2 separate regions of the Danio rerio genome follow, and region 2 is linked to region 1. A link is a contact called in public HiChIP or PLAC-seq data. All regions are on one chromosome and are shown on one strand. Each heading gives the region's core, a stretch centred on a gene start, on an enhancer-like site or on the middle of the called end of the contact. The rest is flanking DNA. Distances are from core to core; before and after follow the strand shown. Region 1 holds the start of LOC572200 (vimentin). Region 2 holds the start of klf4 (Kruppel like factor 4).

What was found. HiChIP or PLAC-seq counts read pairs in DNA pulled down with a chosen protein or histone mark.
Region 2: an H3K4me3 HiChIP or PLAC-seq map of embryo shows a contact between it and region 1, with 3 times the contacts expected there. The contact joins the promoter of klf4 here to the promoter of LOC572200 in region 1. A contact is called at or near these places in 1 of 18 Hi-C or Micro-C datasets (caudal fin) and 1 of 4 datasets of contacts at active chromatin or transcription factors (embryo).

What each region holds. Positions count from the first base shown.
Region 1 is chr21:456,302-461,806 of GRCz12tu, reverse strand. It overlaps LOC572200 (vimentin), which reads left to right and starts at 3,472. Exons shown (of 3, transcript NM_001386269.1): 1 at 3,472-3,850; 2 at 5,031-5,316. The coding sequence starts at 3,485.
Region 2 is chr21:544,401-549,905 of GRCz12tu, reverse strand. It overlaps klf4 (Kruppel like factor 4), which reads right to left and starts at 2,071. Exons shown (of 5, transcript NM_001113483.1): 1 at 1,920-2,071; 2 at 1,628-1,751. The coding sequence starts at 1,924.

The DNA.
Region 1 (5,505 bases), core at 2,223-4,722:
TTGCTAATTATTAGCTCGTTTTAAGGGAAACTTAGTTATGACTTGTTTCAAGACATGTCACCTGTTCAGAATTTTATTTAGATATTTGGACTAGAAACAAGACAAAAATACATATAATAAAATTACAACAAAATCGTTCATTCATTTTCCTTCAGCTTAGAGCCTTTATTAATCAGGGGTCACCACAGCAGAATGAACCGCCAACTATTCCAGCATATGTTTTACACAGCGAATGCAATACTAGCTGCAACACAGTACTAGAAAACACCCATACACACTCATCCACACACACACACACACACACACACACACATAGACAGACAGACAGACTTTCTCAAAGTTTAAGAAAGGGACTTTTATTGACATTTTTATAGTTTTAATTGATATTATTGTCTGCACTGGTGTAAATACACATTTAACACACACATTTATTTATTTATATATATATATATATATATATATATATATATATATATATATATATATATATATATATATATATATATATATATATATATTTTTTTTTTTTTTTAAATACAATATGTTGTTTCCGCAACAGAATTTTCAACGTCAAACACTGACAGGGCAGTGATAAAGATAAACTTAAAGGAAAGCACAAATATTTCATAAAACAAAACTAATGATAGTTCACTCAAATGAATGACTCCCTCTGGTGGTTCTAAACCTGTTTGGGTTTCTTTTTTCTGCTGAACACAAAAAAGATCATTTGAAGAATGCTGAAATCCACTGATATCCATAGTAGAGACAATAAATACTATGGAAGTCAGTGGTTTCCAACATTCTTCAAAACATCTTCTTTTGTGCTCAACAGAATAAAGAAATAGGTTTATAATAATTTGACAAAAAAGTTTCTAAATTTATTAGCGGAGCGGTGCAGTGGGTAGCACAGTCAGCTCTCAGCAAGAAGGTCTCTGGTTTGAGTCTCGGCTGGGTCAGTTGGTGTTTCTGTGTGGAGTTTGCATGTTCTCCTCGTGTTGGTGTGGGTTTCCTCCGGGTGCTCCAGTTTCCCCCACAGTCCAAACACATGCGCTATAGGGGAACTGATCAACTACACTGGCCGTAGTGTATGAGTGTGTATGGGTGTTTCCCAGTACTGGGTTGCAGCTGGAAGGGCATCCACTGTGTAAAACATATGCTGGATAAGTTGGCAGTTCATTATGCTGTGGCGACCCCTGATTAATAAATTAATTTTATTTATTTATTTATTTAATAAATAAATAAAAAGAAAATGAATGAAATTTATCAGCAGCACTGAAATGTTTTAAATATAATTTAAAGGACTTATGAAGACAGTCAAAATGCATTGACTTTCATTCCTTTAGTGGATGCTTTCAGCCAGAAGTTGAGTGATGAAGTGGTTCAGAGCAGCGGTGTTCTGTGGCTCAGCGAGTGAAGCTCATGACTCATGACTCACAGTGTGTGGTGAAAGTTTTCACCTGTGTGTAAATGACTGGATTTAACCCAGAGACATTTACACAACATTAATAACAGTGTGGGGATTTCAACACGCTTACAATATGCACAAACCCAATCAATGTTCAATTATTATCATCATTTAACCCATGGCTTGGTTTTCTTCATAGTTTACTCCAACTTTGGGTTGGAAATCCAGCACGTTTAAAGTGAATAGTCATTTGTTTTCACAGGTTTAAAGGTACAGATAATCAAAAACCTCGAATGATCTCACGATTTATTCTTTTCTTTTCTTCTTCTAAACAAAATAGAAGAGATTTTACTTGTTATTGTTCACCTTTGATTGATATAAGTGGGGTTTAATGTAAGTGTTAATATAGTTTATAGAGTTTTATTCTCCTGAAAGTTTCAATTATAAAGTTTCACGTTTACACTGCTTTTGCCTTTAAACTACCTTGATATTAAAACAACATCAAAGTGACATCTAACATTGCGGTTAAAAATATGCCAAACTTGATTAGCAGACTGTTCTTCAATAGATTTTGACACCAATGTTAGATGTCAATTAGACGTTGTTTTGACATCAAGGTAGTCCATGCAGTGTAGAGATACAAAATCCAGTGTAAACGCGTAACTTTAGAATTGCATCTCTGATGTGTTTGTTGACTTTTTGTTTAGTAATCAACTGAGATTAAATAGATTTGCATTTTGACACTTGATTTTATGCTTATTTGCGTTGTGGAATAAAATAATAAAAACAATAAATAAAGCTGGAATAAAAGCAGCTTTAGTTTTTTAAAACCTTGTTAAGGTCAGGATTGTTCACTCACGTTTGATTTCTCTGGCCTGGCTACAGAACAAGCTCCTGTTATCCACTAGCTTGCCTCATTCATACATTCAGTTTCTTTTCGGCTTAGTGCCTTTATTCATCAGGGGTCGCCACAGCAGAATGAACCACTAACTATTCCAGCATATGTTGTACACAGTGGATGCCCTTCCAGCTGCAACCCAGTACTGGGAAACCAATAGCTTGCCCAGTTAAGCTTACTTGCATGTTAGGAAGAAAAATGTAATGCATTGTCATTATGGCGAACACAAGATAAACGAGTTATTAAAACTGTCATCTACAAATGTTTTGAAAGACATCTCTCTGCTTAGCAACAATTGGGAAATATTCATTCATTCATTCATTCATTTTCTTGTCGGCTTAGTCCCTTTATTAATCCGGGGTCACCACAGCGGAATGAACCGCCAACTTATCCAGCAAGTTTTTACGCAGCGGATGCCCTTCCAGCCGCAACCCATCTCTGGGAAACATCCACACACACACACACACACACACTCATACACTACGGGCAATTTAGCCTACCCAATTCACCTGTACAGCATGTGTTTGGACTGTGGGGGAAATCGGAGCACCCGGAGGAAACCCACGCCAACACAGGGAGAACATGCAAACTCCACACAGAAACACCAACTGAGCCGAGGTTTGACCCAGCGACCTTTTTACTGTGAGGCGACAGCACTACCTACTGCACCACTGCCTCGCCGGGAAATATTTTAAACAGAATTAAAATTTTATAGGGGTGTCACGGTGGCTCAGTGGTGTCGCGCTGTGGCCTCACAGCAAGAAGGTCGCTGGTTTGAGTCTCGGCTGGGTCAGTTGGCGTTTCTGTGTGGAGTTTGCATGTTCTTCCCGTGTTGGCGTGGGTTTCCTCCGGGTGCTCCGGTTTCCCCCACAGTCCAAACACATGCGCTATAGGGGAACTGATCAACTACACTGGCCGTGGTGTTTGTGTGAATGAGTGTGTATGGGTGTTTCCTAGTACTGGGTTGCGGCTGAAAAGGCATCCACGGTGTAAAACATATGCCAAAATAGTTCATTCCACTGTGGCAACCCCTGATGAATAAAGGGACTAAGCTGGAGGAGAATGAATGAATGAAATGTGACAGGCTAATCATTTCACCTTCACCCGTACACATGAACACATGAGCAGTATTTGCTGGTGCGCTCGCTGATGGATGATTGTTCTCCACAGAGGAGGCCGAGATGATTCTGCGTGAGTTTCGTCAGGATGTGGATAACGCCACGCTCCAGAAAGCCGATCTGGAGAAGCGGATCGAGCAGCTGGTGGCGGAGATCGAGTTCCTGAAGAAACTGCATGATGAAGAGGTGGCTGACCTTCTGAAGCAGATCGAGGACTCCAAGGTGACGGTGGAGCTGGACTCGGACAGACCCGATCTGGCTGCATACCTGAGAAACATGCGTGCAGAGATCGAGAGCGTTGCCGCTCGTAATGTCCAGGAGGCCGAGAAGTGGTACAAGGGCAAGTTCGACACGCTGAAGGAGCAGGCCAACAAACATGAAGACCAGATGAAGAGCAAGAAGGACGAGATCCTGACCTTCCACAACCAGGTGAGCAACCTGAACCACAGATTAATAACTCGCTTTTTAACTCATGAGGTGTCCGCTCTTTCATCAGCTCATTCACATTGATGTGATTGGTTACACTAAATCCATAATGTGATCAGTTACGCAATTGAAAACACAATAGGATTGGTTGCATCACAAAAACCATAGTATGATTGATTGCACCACTAAAAACTAATGTGATCAGGTGCACCACTAAATCCATAATATTATTGGTTGCGACATAAAAACCATGTGATTGGTTGCACCACCAAGTCCGTAATGTGATTGGTTACAAAACTAATAACTATAAAGGGATTGGTTATAATGTGATTGGTTGCACCTCTAAATCTGTATTGTGATTGGTTCACCATTAAAAACAATAATATGGTCGGTTGCACCAAAATGCAATATTATTGGTTGCGCCACTAAAACGTGATCAGTAGCACCACTAAATTTGTAATGTGATCGGTTGCACCAATAAAAACCATAAAATGATTGGTTAAAACATTTTTAAAAACGCCTTGTGATGAGTTGCACCACTACAAACCATAATATGATCGGTTGCACCACTAAATCCATAATGTGATTGGTGGCACAAACAAACAAAACTAAAAACTGCACCTTTAAATTTGTAATGTGATCAATTACACCATTATAAAAACACAATAGGATTGGTTGCACAACTAAAAACTATAATGTGATTGGTTGCACCACTAAATCTGCAATGTGATTGGTTCACCATTAAAAACCATAATATGGTTGGTTGCACCACAAAATATCGTAATGTGATTATTGCCACAACTAAAAAAAATTGATCAGTTGCACCATTTAAAAATGCAATATTATTGGTTGTGCCACTAAAAACATAATGTGATTAGTTGCACCACTAAATCTATAATGTGATCAGTTGTACCATTAAAAATGTGATATTATTGGTTGCACCATTAAAACATCATATGATGGGTTGCACCACTAAAAACCATATTGTGATTAGATGTTGCATCAAAAAACAATCATGTGATTGGTTGCACCACTTAAAAACCGTAATGTTATGAGTTGCACCACTAATGTGACTGGATCACCCAATTAAAAAACACATATAGTGATCAGCTGCACCACTGAAACCTTAATGTGATCGGTCGCACCACTAAAAACCCTAATGTGACTGGTTGCCCCACTCCAGGTGACAGAGCTGCAGAACCAGATCGACGGTCTGCGGGCGCGTAACGGTGCGCTGGAGACGCAGCTGGAGGACATGGAGGCGGCTCACCTGGAGAAGGTGTCCGCTCTGGAGGCAGTCATTGCTCAGCTGGAGAACCAGCTCTGCGAGACCAGGATGGAGATGGGGAAATACATGGCGGACTATCAGGAGCTGCTGCACATCAAGCTGAAGCTGGACGCTGAGATCGCCACCTACAGGACACTGCTGGAGGGAGAAGAGCAGCGCCTCGGCATCGCCATCACTGAAGGTCAGACCACAGTACAGAGCATTTACTGACTGGAACAATCCTCTATATAGACATCTGATACAGGCCAATACATACACATAACACAGAGGAAGGGCATATTTTAACAAGACCTGTGATAATACACATTATTGAACACGTACACACACATCACCTATATACTAGAGCTGCAGGAATAATCTGAAAAAGATT
Region 2 (5,505 bases), core at 822-3,321, 90 kb before region 1:
TGCATGTTACATATTTCACAATTACGTTTTCTACAGCTAATATACCACACTAAAACTCACAGATTAAAAACCATTCGACTTTATATTATTGCAAATACTATAACATGATAAACATAATAAACTAGTATTTATTCATAACAGATATGCTCTCGTCAATTACTCACATGCACTTTTTTATTATTATTATTTAACATTTTGTTTGTGTAAAACTACAGACCCTAATAACTTTAACACTTCACTAAACGCTGCGCTTTGTAATCAGTGCATGTGACATATTTCCCAAGTAGATTTCAACAACTATACAATATATCATACTACAACACAACACAACACAACACAGATTACTGTAGTAAAAACTAAAGTTATTATTAATGCAAAAAACATAATGAACTACACTCTCAGAAATAAAGCTACGCAAGCTGTCAGCGGAGTGGTACCTTTTTCAAAAGATACACATTTGTACTTAATGGTACCTCAAAAGTGTATATATTAGTACCAAGAAAATTAAGAGGAACACTTTTGCACTTTTTATCTACTATATGTACCTTTAAGGTATTAATATGGACCTTTTAGGTACACATTTGTATCGCATCAGAGACAGCTTGCATACCCTTGCATTTCTGACAGTTTAGTAATTTTTCATCACAGATAATTTCCCCCTTAGTGCTCATGAATTACTCAGAGACTCCTTCATGCGAGTATTGTGTTGGTTTATAACTACAGACCCAAACAAAAGGAGAATATTGAGGTGAAGTTGGTTTTATATTCACACATTTGGTCAAAACAACATCAGCACTATATTTAATTGACTGTCAACAGTGTTGTACTGTGATAGTCACAGGCTGCTGATATGATCATTTGCAAAGAATTATTTGCTCAATATTATAAAAGAGAACGTCTGAATGTGTGAATATAAACTCAACTTTACTTCTGAACTTTGTAATCAGTGCATGTTACATTAGTTTTCTACATCTACTATATCACACTACAACACGCCACAGATTACTGAAGTAAAAAAACAGTAGACTTTATTATATTACTGCAAATACTGTAACATGAAGTATTTTTTCATCAGATATTTCTCTCTGCGCTCGTCAATTACTCAGATACTCTTTATTATGATTTAGCATTTTGTTTGTTTAACAACACACCCTAAAAGAGGATCCGCACTAAACTAAACGCTGTACTTTGTAATAATCAGTGCATGTCAGATATTTGACAAGTGGTTTTCTACAACTAATATATCATATTACAACACGCCTGTAGTAAATACTATTGACTTTTTATTAATGCAAATACTATAACATGATAATGAGTATTCAGTATAGACTTTTATATTAATTCAAAAAATAAATACACAATAAAACATAATAAACTAGTATTGTTTTCATCATATTTTCCTTCACTTAAACACCTCACAGCTAAAGGAGGATCCACACTAAACTAGAAGCTGTACTTTGTAATAATCAGTGCATGTCAGATATTTCCCATGCGGAGAACAGCTCGAGCCGCCGGATCGGTTCACGCCCCTGCCGCGGAGCAACAACTCTGTCATAATCTCTCGCTCGGTGGAAACCGTGAGAATTAACCGATCATCATGACCAGCAACACCTGTGCAGATACTCACTGAACCGGCAGCTCCGGGTCCCAACACGGCCTTGTGCTTCACATCGGTGCCGCTCGCGAAGGTGGAGATGGAGGGCAAAATCGTTCCGCTCAGTGCCATGCTATCAAACTCAGTCGGAGGCTGCCTGAAATTTAACAAATAAATAAAAAAATAAAATAATAATAATAATAAAAATGATAATCCTAAGAGAGAGAGAGTGAGAGAGAGAGAGCGCTCCTGAAAACATGTCATATTAAAGCCAAAAAAATAATACAAATAATTAGGAATGGAACTCTCCAAGTGCAGAACGCACCTCATGAGTGGAAGGAACGCAAAAGCAGTTTAAATCCTAGATCAAAGAGTTCTTTAATAGCGCATCGAACGCGTTCCATCCGGCTGATCAAAGCAGCATGTTCGGTTCCGACACTCGGGGATTCCCGGTGTCCCGTTCGCTGCCGCGGCCGCGCGCTCCGGTGTCTGGACTGGAGTGATTCGTCAGATGCGCGCAGGGCTTTCCTCGCCTAGTTCTTAAACCCCGGACACGCCTCTCGTTGCTCGGCAACCGCGGAGAGAAAAAAAAGAAAACACTCCGCGTGACGTCATCGAGGACTGGGGAGGAGAAAAAATCTGGCAGCGGGCTGGTATTTTGTATCCACACAAACACGCGCGTGTTAGCAACCGGGATCAACACACACAGACACACACACACACACACTCGAGTAAGAAAACCAGTCTGTTTTTTGCTTTTAATCACACACAAAGTCGTGGTGGAGGGACTTGTTTAAAGCACTGATTGTGCTGTTGTGTGTATGAGTGTGTGTGTGCTGGGTTAGCTACTTGCTCAGTTGTCCTCTGCTGTATAGTGAGAAATCAAAACGAGCCACTGTAGTGCTGACATTTCACTGCACACCACTCATTAAAAGTCTTGAGGATGGTTTGAGTGATGTGTGCTGTTGTTTCAGTGAGGTTCGGGTTAGAGACGAGCCGGATTTAGTGATTTGGGGGCCGTAAGCAATTCCAGCCAAAAGTTCTAAAATGCACCTTTTGTACTTTAATTTATTTTTAATTGGTTTATTTTGCTCTTTTTTTCTTCTTATATCACTCAATCACTCCTTTTCTATGTTTTGTCTCAATGCAAATTAATAATAACACAATGTAACGCATCTGGTGAAACTTTTTTTAACTGATTTGTTTTCTTAAAATTAATTCTCAACTAAAAATAATCCTCAAACTATTTCATTTTAAAACTAAATCTTTACCTAATTTGACTGCTGGACCTCTCTGTGATTGACTAAGGGGGATATGTTTGCGCAGATGTAATAAACATTAAACTTTTATTTTGTTTTAGACGCTCATCAAACAAAATATGGTAGAAAATGCTGCTATATGTAATTTATAGGTATAATTCATATGTCTAGGTTAGGGGTGCCCAAACTCTGTCCTGGAGGGCCGGTGTCCTGCATATTTTAGTTCCAACCCCAATTAAACACACCTGAAGCAGCTAATCAAGCTCTTACTAGGTCTGCTGAAGCTGCGATCGCACTAGTTGCGAGATTCTGTCGTGCGGCGCTGCTAAAAAGGGGCGGGAGTAAACAAGATGATTAGACATTTAAATAAGCAAGCGATTGCTCCATGTTTTACATTTCTGTCCAGAGAGGTCATGTTTTGATCCTCAGTTGGTCTCACGCAGTCAAGTGGTGCGTTTCGCAGGTCAGAGTTCACCAAGCAAACTGTGAAACTTGCTGCATGACCTTGTGTTTCCAGTCTGACGCATTTGTGTGCGTATGAATGGAAGTCTATGGGGAGAAAAGTCCAGTGTGACCGCAGCTTAAACGCCCAGGCAGGTGTGTTGAAGGAAGTTGGAGCTAAACTATGCAGGACACCGGCCCTCCAGCACCGAGTTCCAGCACATGGTATTTAATTGAAGCCCCTCAGCTTTCTTGCTTATTAGTTGAATCTGCCCCTGATTAGAGATACTAACATGAAACTATGTCAGTGTGATGTCCTTACTAAGATGAAAACAAACTGAGAGTGTGTGTGTGTGTGTGTGTGAGAGAGAGAGATAGAGAGAGTGTATGCATGCACGGTTGTGTGTGTGTGTGTGTGTGGACATGTGAGATTGTGCATGCACTGGTGTGATTGTGTGTGTGTGTGTTTCTCTAATGCCACCTGTTGCTGGCGTGCCTGATGAGTCTGAACACGGTGTTCACACACACACTGTAAACTCCCACAGCCGCAGCGCTGAGGTGTGTCTGTAATTAACACTAATCATTTTTCCTCCCTAATGCAAAACACAAAGACAGACAAAAATGTGTGGGATTTCTTTGATAAGACAAGCCTTTCCCTTCATTCATTCATTCAGTCATTCATGCAGTCAGTTAGTTTGAGCTTGTGCAATATTTCAGAGGAGTACTTTACTTCTGTTCCATGTATGTTTATTAATAATATGCAAAAGCACAGTGAATTTCAGGATATTTCTTTGAACAGGTGTTGTCATCTCTGTAATTGTCAACTGTGTTACTGTTTAAATAGTTGGACTATATGTTAAACAACTATTGGTAGCAGAATCAGATGTTTCCTATCACATATAAGCATTATTTGACAGTAATAATGGCTTCAGTTTACTGTAAATTTTACATTGGTTTCTGTGTTTCATTCCAGTGTAAAGAAAATGAGGAGGAAAAGCTTGAAAGGAGCAGACAGTTCTGGAGTGAGTCAGGTATGTGACCCATATTCATCATCTTATTTTTACTACATTAATAATATATTATTTAATAATATGAATATATGCATTCTGTGAATATAATTGATTTTGCTGTGCGCATAATTAAATGCGACTCATCTTTGACGAGTTTAAGCTGTGTCTGTGTAATTATGCATGCATTTCCAGTGCCTCTCTTGGCATGTTGTTCATTTAATTTGATTACTTCAGCATCGTCCTGATTTGAAACCCTGAGTATGATCGTGAAATCTGCTTAAAAGCATAGTGTGTGTGTGTTAGCGCATGCTGTTATGTTCTGAGCGTCTGCGTATACGGAGGATTTGCCTGTGCAGTGTCTACAATCATGTTTGTATGGAGAGCAAACACGAGCTCAGAGACCATCCTGTTACATCAGGATCTGTTCGTTTGGCTCTGTCAACAGCAGGCCGTCATTTAGCCACAGAATACACTCATGGAGCCCCTTTAACACACGCACACACACACATTCTCACACTCACAGCGGCACACAACAATAGTGCACTGGGGAAAAAAAAGCATTAGCTGACTTTACTTTAAAATAAATTGCATTAAAATTAAGTAAATTAACTATGCGCATAATTAAAAATCAATGGATTTACTCACTTTTTAAAGTAAAGTCAACTAATCGCTTTAAAAGCAACACGTTTATGCACTTTTTAAGTGATTAGTTGATTTTACTTTAAAAAAGTGAGTAAACACATTGCATTAAAATGATGTAAAATGACTATTTGCATAATTAAAACATGAGTAAACCCAATAATTTTAAATCTATTAGTTGACTACTTTAAAAAGTGAGTAAACACATTGCATTAAATGTAAGTAAATGAACCATGTGCATTATTAAAAAAAAGTAAACACATTTCTTTTAAAGCAATTAGTTGACTTAAGTTTAATACAATGGGTTTACTCAGAAATATTTTGTGTGGATTAATTATGTGCATAATTAACAACCGAGTTAACCCAATGCAATCAAATAAACTATTTTTATCATTTAAAAAGTGAGTAGATCTGTTGATTTTAAAGCGGTTAGTTGACTTTTAAAAAGTGAGTAAACCCATTGCATTAAAATTATGTAAATTAGCAACATGCATAATTAAAAAGTGAGTAAAACCATAAGTTCTAAAGCGATTTGTTGACTACATATTTTGAGTAAACCCAA